Linked DNA regions of Mus musculus: all the other regions are linked to region 2. A link is a contact called in public Hi-C and HiChIP or PLAC-seq data. All regions are on one chromosome and are shown on one strand. The core of a region is the stretch at or near the end of the contact, and the rest is flanking DNA. Distances in the headings are between cores, read along the strand shown.

What was found. A called contact is a pair of places that touch in the nucleus more often than the background predicts. HiChIP or PLAC-seq counts read pairs in DNA pulled down with a chosen protein or histone mark.
Region 1: an H3K27ac HiChIP or PLAC-seq map of thymic regulatory T cells shows a contact between it and region 2, with 5 times the contacts expected there. The contact joins the promoter of Cpped1 here to the promoter of Gspt1 in region 2. A contact is called at or near these places in 3 of 39 promoter capture datasets (the C10 cell line, hippocampal neurons and pre-B cells), 8 of 484 Hi-C or Micro-C datasets (B cells, CD4 T cells, CD8 T cells and 4 more), 9 of 115 datasets of contacts at active chromatin or transcription factors (the SCID.adh cell line, astrocytes, cardiomyocytes and 6 more) and 2 of 9 other capture datasets (adipose tissue and liver).
Region 3: a contact with region 2 is called in a Hi-C map of uterus, with 4 times the contacts expected there. The contact joins the promoter of Nubp1 here to the promoter of Gspt1 in region 2. A contact is called at or near these places in 1 of 39 promoter capture datasets (pre-B cells), 8 of 484 Hi-C or Micro-C datasets (B cells, CD4 T cells, CD8 T cells and 4 more), 4 of 115 datasets of contacts at active chromatin or transcription factors (embryonic stem cells, regulatory T cells, regulatory T cell precursor and 1 more) and 1 of 9 other capture datasets (adipose tissue).
Region 4: an H3K27ac HiChIP or PLAC-seq map of thymic regulatory T cells shows a contact between it and region 2, with 6 times the contacts expected there. The contact joins the enhancer-like site here to the promoter of Gspt1 in region 2. A contact is called at or near these places in 10 of 39 promoter capture datasets (the 3T3-L1 cell line, the HPC-7 cell line, cranial neural crest and 4 more), 1 of 484 Hi-C or Micro-C datasets (CD4 T cells) and 2 of 115 datasets of contacts at active chromatin or transcription factors (the SCID.adh cell line and thymic regulatory T cells).

The regions. Positions count from the first base shown.
Region 1 is chr16:11,908,165-11,911,513 of GRCm38.p6, forward strand. It overlaps Cpped1 (calcineurin-like phosphoesterase domain containing 1), which reads right to left and starts at 1,259. Exons shown (of 4, transcript NM_146067.3): 1 at 1,102-1,259. The coding sequence starts at 1,171. All of the region lies in intron 2 of Gm9961 (predicted gene 9961), which reads left to right.
Region 2 is chr16:11,252,390-11,255,602 of GRCm38.p6, forward strand. It overlaps Gspt1 (G1 to S phase transition 1), which reads right to left and starts at 1,936. Exons shown (of 15, transcript NM_146066.2): 1 at 1,254-1,936. The coding sequence starts at 1,608. LOC115488671 reads right to left here and starts at 1,247. Exons shown (of 2, transcript XM_030249388.1): 1 at 1-1,247. Mir1945 (microRNA 1945) reads right to left here and starts at 2,056; the gene lies at 1,979-2,056.
Region 3 is chr16:10,410,623-10,413,967 of GRCm38.p6, forward strand. Nubp1 (nucleotide binding protein 1) reads left to right here and starts at 1,316. Exons shown (of 11, transcript NM_011955.2): 1 at 1,316-1,373; 2 at 1,448-1,552; 3 at 2,989-3,122. The coding sequence starts at 1,355.
Region 4 is chr16:10,564,615-10,568,201 of GRCm38.p6, forward strand. All of the region lies in intron 3 of Clec16a (C-type lectin domain family 16, member A), which reads left to right. Among named protein-coding and RNA genes, the nearest start is that of Clec16a, 21 kb to the left of the region's middle. Within about 2 kb of position 1,552, at least 35 of the 459 cell types and tissues checked have an H3K27ac peak or open chromatin away from gene starts, as enhancers often do. A contact at or near this core is called in thymic regulatory T cells, where this site is marked.

The DNA of each region.
Region 1 (3,349 bases), core at 9-2,508, 660 kb after region 2:
AAGGAAGGAAGGAAGGAGAACTACTTAGAATAGGAGGCATCTCAAAAACATGTAGGCTGGGAAAACAAACAAACAAAAACCTAAGACACATTAAAATCTGTAGAAAATGGCAACACTGCAGACTGGACTTTCCCCAGTCCACCATCAGTGGATTTTTGGCTGTGCGCACCTGTGCAGAACCTTGAACTGCAAGGAGGGGAAAAGAAACAAAGGCCTAGCAGAGAACTGTAGGATTGATCTTCTTTGGCTAGCTAGGCAGAGGTAAGTCTGAGGAAATGAACCTGAAAATAGGATGTGAAGGCTGAGAAGGTGCCAGACTTCCAAGTCCCACCAGGTGAGCAGAGGAGAGCAGGTGCCAAGGCCCTCCGGGTTTGGAACGGGCCTGATTCTTTTTTCAGAGCAGTTCAGGCAAATTAGAGGCTGGATAACAAGGCGAGCGTTCCTGTGATTCTAAGCCAAGTGCCAGAGAAGAATCAACCCCAAAGATCCAAAGGAAACACAGGGAAACAGGAACCAATCCGGTATCCTCTGAGTTGCTGGGGCCTATCATTTGCTTAACACCCAGCATGTGTTCCACACCCAAGGTTACAGAAATAGTCTGATGTGTTAACAACGCTCCCTTTGAGGCAAGACTGGGTCAGATTATCTAAGCCCAACTTCCAAGAACGCTACCTGGACCAGAATGCCTTCCCTTTCTACGGTTACAGTAAGCAACTGGATATAAAAACACTCTCACTACAATTGACAGCCCCTGACACACACAGCGCTTGTCAGCTGCCCCGCAGAAGCTTGCCAAGGAAGAGAGAAGACAGGCCCCGTAGCAGAGCCCAAGCAGTCATTCACTTCTCTGCCACCTCCGCCCCGCTTCTGTTTAGTTTGTTTGCTTTATTTTTTAAGTTTGTGGTTTGCAAGGTCAAGTCAAGGCCAGCGAAGCACCCAACACTGCGAGGGAGGAACAACTCCGACAACGGTCCCCGGTGCTGTGTGCAACCCACGAAGGGATCCGGATAGAAGTGAGCGCCCGCGACCGGAAGGTTCCCCTCGCGGAAGGTTCTGCAGCTCTGGAGTGCCCCCCTTCCCAGGCGAAGAGCCAAGCAGTACCTGAGGAAAACGCGTCCAGGGTCCTGCCCCGGGCTCTGTGGAAAACATCCGCCGCCTCCATAGCGGACATGGCGAGCGACTGGCCTTGCCTGGGCACGTTCTGTGAGAGGAGGGAGCGACTCCACACCACCCGGCAGCCCCGCCTGGAACAGCTTCTGGAACCTGCCCTCCAGGAGGGCCGGGCGGGGCGGGGCCGCTCTGGGTGCTGCTAGTACTGCCTGGGCAGAACACGGAGATTGCCACCCCTAGTGGGATCCTCCCGGGGTCAGGATCCAACTTTCACTGGAACAGACTGGGGGTTGAGGCTTTGAGGCCTGGAGTTGTCTTATGTAACACGCATCGGGCCGCTTCATAATTTGGGATTTCAGGTTAACAAGAATAGGAAAAAACAAAACAAAAACAAACAAACAAAAAAACCCAACAAAACCCACGTTTAGCTTAAATATATCTCATGCAGTATTTGGGAGATACTTAAGCAGTTATTTTTAAAATATTGTTTATCTGAAATTCCATTTCAATTTGATGTCCTAAGTTTTATGTTGCAACCCTTCCAAACTGCCCACCATAATCTCAAGAGTCTTTAAGGCATCTTGACTGCCTGGACATTGCCACTGTCATTCTGTCACTGTTGTTGCTGGGTAACAGGCATTGCCCGAAGTACTTTGTGTTTTGCTTGTTACCTCATTGACTGCACTTGTCAGATGGGGAAACTGACACTCAGAGAGAGACACAACTCCTGAAAGCTAAGAGCTGCAGGTGAGCAAGACAAAATCTATCCAACTCAAAAGCCGTTACACTGGACTACAACCCTCACACTTGGTAGCAATCCAGATTTCGAGGTGGAAAATGTTAAATTCAGATCTCCAAAAAGAGGATACATTTATTAAGCACTACAGGGGAATTCCTAGGATCTGCCAAGTTGCTAAATTTTCTTCTCAACAAGTGTAAGCCTGAAATGTTCGTATGGTTAACAGAGCTAGGATGATGTCCCATGACCTTGAACTAGAGTCAGATATAAGTCCTAGCAATTTAGGACAGAAATACAAATGAGCTTGTGTCTCAGCTACTTGGGTTTATCCTAATACTACCACTTACTTTAGGTATGATCTTAAAAATTAGTTGCTCTGCACCTCAGTTTTCCTACCTGTCAAATGAGAACAATAACAATACCTAGGGTTATTGGGTTGGTGAGAAAGTTAGATGATGTTGTAATTTGCACATAAGATGTCTCCCGTAGGCTCATGTTGGAAGTTGTCCCCAGCTAGTTGTGAACGAAAGAAAAAGAAATAAAAAGGAAGGGAAAGGATATGAATTCCCCCTAGGTGTGGTGGAGGAGAAAGCTTATCTGTGGGAGAGTGTAGCCAAAAGCTGAGACATCTGTGAAAATCTAATACTGGGCAAGGGGAAGGGGTAAGGAGAAGGAGGGAAGAAAAGAACCAGGTGCAGCAGCCAGGAGGCCAAAGGTACAAAAAGGCTGGGTAACAAAATGTCTGGACTATATAGGGAAGAGCCCCTGGGGGGGGGGGGAAGGGCAGCCCAGCCTCTGGGCTGGAGTGTTCAGGGTAAAGGGTGGGATATGCCAGCCATACCCTATATCAGGTAGGAACTGAGGCTGCTGGAAGAACCTGGAGGCCAGGTCCACTTTGATGTGCTAAACTGGCACCTCACCCATGTCCTGGGTTTAAAACTTAACAAATGGCAGTGGTTTGGGAGGTTCAGAGAACTTTAGAAGGTGATTCCAGGTTAAAGAATAAAGGTCTTTGGAAGGCGTGTCTTGGAGATAATCTTGTTCCTAAACACTTCCTGTGACAGTGTGCCGCTTGCCCTTCTTGAGGTGAGAAGCTCCTGTGCCATACATCTTTGTGATGTTTGGCTAAGTTCCTGTGCAAGCATCTGCAACATAAAAACCTTTCTCTGATCCGTTTCTGCCATAGTCGTGAACAAAGTAACAAGAGTTGATGGATTTGTATGTCAAACTGCTTAAAGTAACAGTTGCAGTGGCAAGTAGTAAGTATATTAGCCATGGTAATTATTAATCATCATACCTCTATTTGCCACATACAACCTGGACATGAGGAGGGATCTGACGAAATGGGCAAAGTGAAAGTGAATGGCTGAGAGCCAAAGCCCTGATACTTCCGAGGGACTCAGCCCTAGCCTACATCTCAGGCAGTAATTTTTGTATCCACAAGTCTCTCAACTCATTAAATATATGGATCTAGTTCTTTCTTTGCACAGCACCTTTGAA
Region 2 (3,213 bases), core at 686-3,185:
GGGACTCTATAGGCATTAACTAGTTAGTGTACCACCACACCAGGCCTAAGTCCAGAACTTAAAACATACTCTCACTTGAAATAAGCTCAAATTATCTGCCCCACCAATGTCCCTGCTAAATAATCAAAGTCTCGGCCTTTTCCCTTCCCGTTTCTTTCTTTCTTTCTTTTTTTCTTTAGGACAATACCATATTTACTCAAAAAAGCATCGTCATGGGTGGGGGAGCGTGTGGGGGACTTTTGGGATAGCATTGGAAATGTAAATGAAATAAATACCTAATTTAAAAAAAAAGCATCAGCATGAAGGCAATACTTAAGTTCACTCAACAGCATTGCTACAAAATCTGTACCTGAAAGCAGGCTACCAAACATACAGCCCGTTTGTAAAAAGGTGTTTAAAGACTGCAGTTTGAAACGACAGAAAGTGTATTTAGTAGCTACTTTATGTGACAAATATTAAGTTATCAGAAGTATTTAAGTAACAGACTAGACTAATACACGAACGCAAACTAAGCTTTTATAAGCAACCCTTATAAGGGCCATACTTTTAAAACAATTAAAAGTCTACACGCCATTCAGAAAAAGTCTTAAATCCCGCTTAAAACCGCACATAAATCAATGAGGTTTACTACCACATGTTAGTACTGAGGAATCCTTGTGACATTTAAAAAACTTTTCAAGTATTCAAAATGTTAAGGGTGAAAAAAGGTCTTTGTATTGACAGCCAACAGTTTCTGGCGGATCACAAGCCTGCAATGCATCTTGGGATTCCTTCAGGTCGCTTTAGTGCCACCGATACTTAAAACGCAATTACAGTTCCAAACGTAGAAACTACAGTAGGAGCAGCTCTCTGGGCCAGCGAAGAGACAAGTCCTGTCCCCCAAACCCTAGACTTTCACACCCTCCTCCTGCCGGACTTCAAGCCCTATCAGTCCCCACTTCTGGGCCTCGTGGCACTGACTGGCCCAGGGCTGGCAGGGTCCCATACAGTTCCTATGCCTAGGGGTGAACCGCGTGCGGCCTTCCGCGGCGGGGCAATCGCCCCCGGGTCCCCTGGTCTCTGCTCCTCCTGGCCCAGGCGCCCCAAGCCAAGCAGCTCCCAGACTGGAGGCGCCCCACCCAGACCAGCCGGCGCCGCTGTCAGCGCCCCACGTGCGGGCCGGCCGGCCTCCCGTCCTCTCCACCCAGCCCACCGCGGAACTCCGGCCCCAGGCCGCCGCCCGTGCCTTGGGGATATCCAGCCCGGCAACTTACCCGAAGGGCCTCCCGCGCCGCTGCCTGCTCCGTGGTCGCCTCCGGCTGCGCCAGCTGGGGATAGCGGCGGCTGGGCCGGACCCCGCAGGAAGGACGGCACGAATTCAGCGGCGTGGACGTTGGGGACGAAAGGCTTGGCGTTGACGTTGAGTTGCCGGCTGAAAGCCGCGCTGAGGTTCTCACGCTGGGCCTCGGCCACCGCGGCCATGGAGCCGCTGCCGCTCCCGCCGCCGCCGCAAGGCCCGGGCCCGGGGGCCTCCATATCCGTCTGGTCCCAGCAGTCGGGCGCAGAGTCGCTGCTGCTGCTGCTCCCGCCGCCGCCGCCACCGCCGCCACCGCCGCTGCTAGGATCCATGATCGGGGGGGCCGTGTGTGTGGTGAAGAGAGGGCGGGAAATGGAGGCGGGGGCGGCCGACCGGGGAGGAGCAGGCCGCGCTGACCCGGGGAGGACGGCAAGACTGGGGAGCTGACAGTCAATGACTCACTCGCCGGCGTCCTGGGCAGCAGCTACAGTCCAGACAGTACACTCGAGACCAGGTCGACAGCGGCTCAACCCTCCTCGTGTGTGCGAAAGGATCTCCTCCCACCCAACCCCAACTACCGCCGCCGGCCTCACCGCCAACCCCACGTTTGGAGAGAATTGACCTCTCGCTACCACCCGTACCTTCGCCTCGGTAGTTCCCGTCTGTGTCCGCCCGCGTTTCCGCCTACGAAGCGCGGCCGATAGCTAAACTACAAGTCCCGACAGTACCCGCGAAGACCCGGTGCGGTTTTCTCGGGGGCTGACGGGAGTCGGAGTTCAGCGCTCAAGCGTCACCGGAAGCGGCTGGAACTCCCGGCAGGCAGCGCGAGGAGGCAGAAGTCTGGTGGCCCATCTGTCGCAGGGTGGGGGTAGGGGTAGGCTCTACTCGGCTAGGGCAAGACGGTGGGCCGAGCCCTTCCGCACGAGGCGACGATCCACCCTAGCCTGTGAGAACACCCGGTCCGCAGGCCTAACCTAGAGGAATTTTTTTTTCTTCTCCCTTTTCGGCGCCTTTTCTGTCTCCCAGTCTATATACCTTATTCTCTTTCTCTCCACCCGCAGCCAGAGTTTGCCCTACATTTCAAAGCCGGCGGGAGGCGTCTTTCCTTTTATGTATTCATTTTTGGAAGAGGCAGTAAAACCATGAGATGTTACAGCTGAAACTGCGTGTGGCTCATAAAGGTCCAAGGATGTCCGGCAAAAGGATCCTTAACTGGAAAATTTCAGTGACTCATGTTATGTTTGACTAGTCATTAAAAGCCCGCACCTAAAATGTTTTTTCGTCCTTTCATCCTCCCTGCCAGGAGATTTACAAATTAATCGGGATTGCCATATTTTTTAGTGTACCCAGCGGTACCTAATAGTGGCTATTTTGGTGCTTCCAGTTCCTTAGCTGCCATTAGGTAAAGTGCTGTTCTTTTGAAAGGCCGCATCTGTCAGCTATTCTTACAGTCCTTTAATAATGAGGGCATCTCACACTTTCAAGTTGCATTTTAGTAATTGTGGGGTAAGTGACAAGCAAGAAAAAATAAAATTCACCTTTATTTTTTACTGCACGAAGTAGGAATACCTGTTCTAAATACCTGTTAAATGCTCCTGTAATTCACCCATGGAGACCAAGACAAAGAAAAGTATACTCTTAATTTTACTTGCTCTGAAAAGAGTCTAGACAGAATGCAACTAACCTACTTGGAAATTACAGAGTAACATATTCAAAATGTTCAAACAACGAGTTTTTTTTTTTTTTAAATCTGGATCTAAGATATCTAAATTGGAATGCTGACTTTAAACATTTGTATAATAAAAAGTGAGAATTTGGCCTAACGAGAGAGGTAATAGACAAAGTTGTCAATAATTTTTTGTTTGTTTTGTTTTTGTTTTGTTGGGTTTTTTGGTTTTTCGAGACAGGGTTTCTCTGTATAGCCATGGCTGTCCTGG
Region 3 (3,345 bases), core at 66-2,565, 840 kb before region 2:
TGGAGTCAGTTGTGCTAAGGTCTGGGGCCCTGTCACAATAACAATGAAAAAAAAAAAGTCCATGAATTTGATAAACAGCAAGGAGAGGTGGTAAGGTTTGGGGGAAGGAAAATGAAGGGAGAAATGATGTAATTATAATCTCAAAAATAAATGAAAAATATTTAGAATCGTTCAATGAAAACAGTAACAACCACCACCATCTTGTGCCAAAGTTGCATGCAGCCAAGCTCCCATGGCTGTGACCATGGACAGGATGTCTTCATGGAGTCTAAACACTGCTCCACAGACACAGACAGGCCATTTGTCTAAACACTCACAGACACATACAGGAGAAATGGTAGCAGCAAGGACAGTGGGGACCTGCAGAAGTGAGAGAAAGCTAGGGAAAGCTCCCAGTGGGGGCACAGGAGTGGGTTTGAAGAGGTTTCACTGAACAGATCTGAGGGGAAGCAACAAAACACAAAACAAAGTATTTTTCTAAATAGCACAGCAATTTTAAGAGGGCGGGGGTGTCAGCCCAGGAATGCTGGTGGTGCACATTGTAATCCCAGCAACTGAAAGACGGAGGCAGGAGGATCAAATGAGAACTTACACTGCTGGCGATTGAATTTATGGCTTTTCACTTGCTGGACAGGTACTCTACCACTGAGCTACACCCCTTTATAAAGTCTCCCCTCTTAGCCAAACATGGCAAGAAAATCATTAATTCAAGATCAGCTTGAGCAGAAGAGAGGAGAGGAGAACAGAGAAGAAATAGAGAGGGACGGACAAAGTGTTTTGTTGGATCTGTATTGTTTCAGTGCTGGGGACTAAATATAGGACCTCATGCATGATAGATCAAGCACTCTACCAATTGAGCCACAATCCCAGCCTGTAACAGAATCTAGGGTAGGGCAGATTATTTGAAACTGAGTAAATATTGACATTGATTGTACTTTTATTAGTAGTACTGCATCAACACTGAGGCCACGGAGAATAACGTTCGTTGGCGACAAAAACCATACTTAAAAAAACAAAACAACAACAAAAACAAAAACAGAATCAAAAACCTGCATTATGTGTAAGAGTCCATCCTCGCTTTCCCTATGAGTTCTGGGATTTGGATACAGGCTGGCTCAACAGAATCTTTAATCGTTAGAGCCACTTCATTTGCTCAGGTATCATATATTTCTGAGTCTCGCCCTGTTTTAGCGGGAAGAGGCATAGGAATCCCACCCACTGCACACACGGTTTTGCGCGTGCGCAGTCCTGGTCTGGCGAGACAGTTCCCGCGGCCGGGGGGTCAGATTGGACCTGCGAGGCGGAAACACGCCCCTGAGGTTCCGGCGAGCGCAGCCCGGGCAAGAGCGGCAGCATGGAGGAGGCGCCCCACGGTGAGCTATCGCAGGACGTGTGGGTGGTCCCGCTGGGACCGAACCACTCTGACTGTGCCTTCGTCTTCCCGCAGGCTGCCCCGGGGCCGACAGCGCCCAGGCCGGCCGAGGAGCCTCGTGCCAGGGATGCCCCAACCAGAGGCTGTGCGCATCCGGAGCCGGCGCTGCTCCGGATCCCGGTGAGGAAGCGGCGGGCAGATCAGGAAGTGGAAGGGGCGGGACTTGAGGGTGAATGGCAGCGGCTAGTGGGCAGTATTCTAATTGGTTGGGGGGAGGGCGTAGAAGGCGGAGCTTGAGCGAGAGGGAGGTTTTAAAAATCAAATAGCGGAAAAACAGTGATGGAAATGGAGGTTTAGTCTGATCTGCGGTAGACAGGGAACCGAAGGGGGCATTAAAATAAGCTTGGCGGCACAGGCTTGTTCCCCCGGAACTTGAGGGGCAGAAGCAGGAGGATGGCTACAAGTTAAAAGCCAGCCTGGACTACAGGATGAGACCCTGTATGAGTGAATGAATGAATCAGTGAATGAATGAATGAATGAACGAACGAACATTAGGTCGAGTGTGTTGGCACATGTTTGTAATCTCAGCATTTAAGAGGCTAACCCCGGGCTTAGATGAGACCCTGTCTTTATTAAAAAAAAAAAAAAAATCAGTAAATAGGACCTCAAAGAAGGATAGAATAGATAAAAGTGATGTCGGGCAGGTACAGGGCTTAAGTAATAACCGCTACCTCAGTATCCACAAGGCCAAGCACAGAGAGGAGAATGGAAAAATACTGAGATCTTTCAGGCCTGAGTCCTGGCACATGTCCATCACAGGTCACAGAGGCTCTGCTCTCTCTGTGGCAGAGAGAAGGACCCTCCTGTTAAGGAGTCTATCTTTCAGCAGACATGAATGTTCATTATCTCAGTGGAGAGACAGATGGGGGACTGAGAGCAAAGTGGGGAGGAAGCAGGAGCAGGCACGTTAAACTCACCAGGGATCAGCACTGTGAGGGGCCATCTCCAGGGCGAGGAGGACTGAAAGCCTAGCTGGAAGGAAGGCTTTTCAGAGAGAGGCTGGGTTTGGTTGTTGAGTCTCCTGAAAACTGATCTTGAGCAAGAATGCCCTCATGGTGAAGACCAGTCTCCCCACAGTGTAGTCTGTAAAGATTTGAAACAAGACGTGACATTGGAAACCCAGTACGTTGCTGGGATGGTTGCTTCTGAGAGCCTGTGAGTTTCCCATCTGCAGCCCTGGGGACATTGGAGTTGATCATCCCTTGTACTGGGCCTAACCTGTGCTTAAGACACTTAGCATCCATCATCCGAGATGCCAGTAGTAGTCCCTCCTGTGGCATCCAGAGAATTTCTGCAGATGTTAGCAGATGCCTCCTGGGTTCTGTTGAGGAGCTGGGCTTTGAACACCCCACTCTCTCCTCGGAGGGCATGTGCTACTGCATAAATAAGACAATCTTTTCAGGTTGGTAGTGACCGTATTTTCTTCCTAGCATTTATTTTTAGTTTGCTGAAGTGGTATCTCACAAAGAGCCTTAGAAACAGCTTAAAGAGCACTTTGGAAGAGGGACGGGTAGGACTGAGGCGGGGTCATCATCACCTCCTCTACTTCTCTGCAGCCGTGGAGGAAATCAGAGAGAAGATGAAGACGGTGAGACACAAGCTCTTGGTGCTGTCTGGGAAAGGCGGCGTTGGGAAAAGCACGTTCAGTGCACACCTCGCCCACGGCCTAGCGGAGGATGGAGATACACAGGTGGGAGCCTGGGCTAAGCTGGGAGCTGCTCCGTGTGTCAAAGGGGCTGCTGATGGCTTTAGAGGGTGATTCTTAGACCAGGAAAGCAGCCTCTCTGACTGTCTGGACCCTGCCTAGCCCCTGGCTGAGGCGAGGCATCTCCCTGAGCATTCTGACCAAGGTGGCGGTGTACCTCGGCACATTCTGGCGGTCATGTAACACAGGGCCTTTTACATCTGCCCCT
Region 4 (3,587 bases), core at 302-2,801, 690 kb before region 2:
TCTGAGCTCTCTTGTCAGCTTGCAGGAACTTGCTCTTAAGGTAACTAACTCGTCAAGGGCCAGGAGAGGAGAAATTCACAGTGAGAAAGATATTAACCCACTCATGACAGCTTCACTCCATCACCTAAATACCACTCATAAGCCTTACTTCCTAACGTGGCCTCATTTCAGGAATAGAGGTTAGGACTCATGAAACCTGGGGCCACATTAGACCTTAGCTACCTTCTCACAGTACCTGGCCCCGCCTGTGAGAGAATGAAGTCAGAGAGCTCAACCTCTGGTCTCTCTGACTCCATGGGGCACTAATTCTGTCAGGGGTGGAGCCTGACCCTGCAAACTCATTTAATCGTAATTACCCTGTCATCACATGTAGTCACACTGGAAACGACATGTGCAGCTTTTGACTATGTTGAGGGTAGTTCAGTGTGGTAGGGTTCCATGAAGGACTCCTGCTGATTGACTTGCCATCCCCTCAGCATGGTTCAATTTCAAAGATCTAATGACTGAGGAGTACATAGGCCAGCACTTCTAAGAGCAATGGAGAAGGCAGAGAGGTCTTAGGGGTGCCTCTGCTTCAGTTTTGTTGCCCAGCAAGCAAGAATTTAACTCAGTTCAACCCTCAGCCCCATTTATTCTTCTGAGAGGCAGGGGCTACGGAGGCTCTTGTTATAACTCCAAGAAAGTTTGAGTCATGGACCCAAAGTAACCAGTACAGCACATTCAGAGTAGAGGAGAGATTTTAGCACAGGAGAATACACTCAGTGGTCCTCAGTGTGGTGCTGGCATTTTCTGGAGCTGCTCTTAGTTGTCATAGTCCATCCGAGTAGAGGGAGGCTGCAATCCCCAGGGCAGACCTTCAGCAGAGCATTACCAGACCCTTATCTATGCTGGGACTGAGCCAGCCTAATTTCATTCTGTGCTAGTTACTTACTCCAAATGCAGCACAGTGCAGGTCCTGCTCTTGAAAGCAAGAGAAAAAACGGTGGAGCGCCCAGAGCAAAGGCAGGTACTGACTTCTTGGGGCAAATCAAGTTGCTGGGTGGTGGTGACCTTAGCAGTGGCCACTAGGTGGTGCTGTAGCCACAGAGCCCTCCTCCTCCTCCCCCTGACCACAGATGGTGCTAATTCACATCTCCCTGTGTGGTTTCCCTTGTTATCAGCTTCTGTTTCGCTGGATCTGGAATAAGTGTGGTTTCTGAGCTCAGAGGGGAAGATCCAGCTCTGAGGTGCAGGCTCAGGAATGTTCTGAGGCCATTGGGACAATTCCAAAGTCTTGACCTTTAATATGGGGTCTTTGGAGTTTTATCTTGGTGACCCTTTTGAAATCCATTTAGGGCTAGGATTAACAGTACGTCCTTTGAAAGTTTTAGCTTCTTGGTGAAGTACCTTGAAGATCTGATGTAAATCCTTTGAGGTGGCCTCTGCTGTGCAGCTGACATGTACATCACCTTTCAGAACTTCCTGTCTGAGGATTTCAGACCTCTAGGTCGGAGCCATTAGCTGTCATCACGGGTCACCAATCTGTAATGGAGAACTTAGCTGCCTCACAGGGCTCTTGTGACCTTTATTCCAGTCTCCCCACTTCTCCAGACATGGCTCCTGATGACCCTCTCTGCCCTCTGCATTGGTGCTATTTCAGATTCGATACAAAAGTGATCCGACATGTGCATGGCTCTAAAAGGAAGTGGGAGCAGTGTGGGAGCTGCCTGCAAAGCCCAGCAGACACACACCTTTGGCTTTCAGGACAGTTTATTAAAAGTAGCTTTTGAGGCAGTGTTCTCTTTGTAGTGTAGTTTGGCCTCAAACTCTCAGTCTTCCTGCCTCAGCTTCCAAAGTGCTGGGATTAAAGGCATGGGCCACAACACCCAGCTCTGCTTCAGTCTCTGAGTGCCACCATCACAGTATATGTATGCCATATGCCCTGCTGCTTTTATTTTTACTTTTTAGTTTTAGTGGGGGAGTCATTGTAAAACAGCATAACATAGTCACAGAAGTGCAGTCAGGTGCCTGTAGCCTCCCACCCTGCACCCAGCCATGCAGGCCGTCCTACTCACTCTGCTGTTCCTGCATGTGACTCGCCCTGATCTATATTGTTATTAAATGAACCTGACTGTGGGCATCTAGGTGCTTTCCAGGTTCTCACTATTACGCTATTACAGGGAGGCATTGCACAGATGCTACTGTTGCCTCTTTGTTTGGTGACCTAAGTAACAGAGGCCCAAGAGACTGAGATTACTTACTGACTCCCAGGTTTATTATAACAGAATACCACAGAATGTCAGCCACAGTGAGGGGGTAGTAGAAAAATCCCAGCCACACAGTGGGCCCCTTTACTGATCCCTAACCCCCCACAGAACCTTGTAGAGGACTTAAAAAAGCCCCTGTGAGGAGCAGATGAACCTTGTGGCTGTCTCAGGTGTAGAATGTAGCCAGACTTTCTTCACACACCTTAAGCTGCTAGCTTTTGTGCCATTTGTGGCCCAGAAGCAACTGGCCTATAAATACAGAACTTACTGAGATGTCCTAATTTCCTCCTCCTGTTCCCATTGCCAGATCACAAGTGTTCCAGTTGTCAGAAGCACCTAAGTATTATGTTACATGGTAAATCACAGGTGGATAAGTAAGTTGGGGACAGTTTTAACAGCAAAGAGGGGGAGGTAGTGTGGCTATGACAACATTCAGACGCAGTGATGAGAGAGACCAGACACTGACAGCCTCATCCTGTTTCTATGACAACACTCAGATGCAGTGATGAGTGCGAGGCCAGACACTGATACCCTCATCCTGTCTGGCTCCTCTGTGTAAGGTTCACAAGCAGGTGCACAAGTCTATAGAGATGGGGTTGGAGTGGTTCCCTGCCTTGAGAGAAGATGCTGACAGGGCAGGGGTATGAACAAGCTTCCGAAGGAACTGCAGATACACCGGGCCTTAACTGAGTGGGGCCTGCACAGCATACATCTGTATCTATGTCCCATAAGCAGACACCTGAGGCTCACATGCTTGAGTGTTAAATGTGTGTGTGCAGGAGCTTGAGGTTCTATACAGTGCCATTTCCACATATAGCAAGCTTACCTGGAGCACTTGTGACCATGACTTACTTAACAATGTATTCAAGATTTTTAGGGCCCCACCCACTCTCCTGGCCTCTCTTGGAGCTGGCCCCAAGAGCTGCCTCAGGTATCAGAGACACGAGGGCAGTCTGGCTGCATTATCTTTCACCATGATGATCTCTAGGGTTGGTTTAGCTGATCTTGCTGGCTAGGTTCGTTCACTATCTTGGGTGTATTCCTTCATAAGGTATATGCTCTGTTGACATTGCCAACCTCCCCGACAGAGGTCAGAGGTGTGAGTAGTGCTGTTCCCCTTAGAACCAGGTTAGTGTTGGGTAGTTAGGACCTGAGGTGGTTAACCTGATGCTAGACACATGGTGGGGATAAAGGGACTCTTATGAGATTGTCAGTAGATAGAGATTAGAGACACATGCAGCCCTTTCTGGCATTCTGGCATGGTAATGTCTTCTGATGGCCATGTGGGCTAGCAGTGAACAGAAAACATGCTTGAGTCTGTCTCTTTGGGTTCACAAAGGA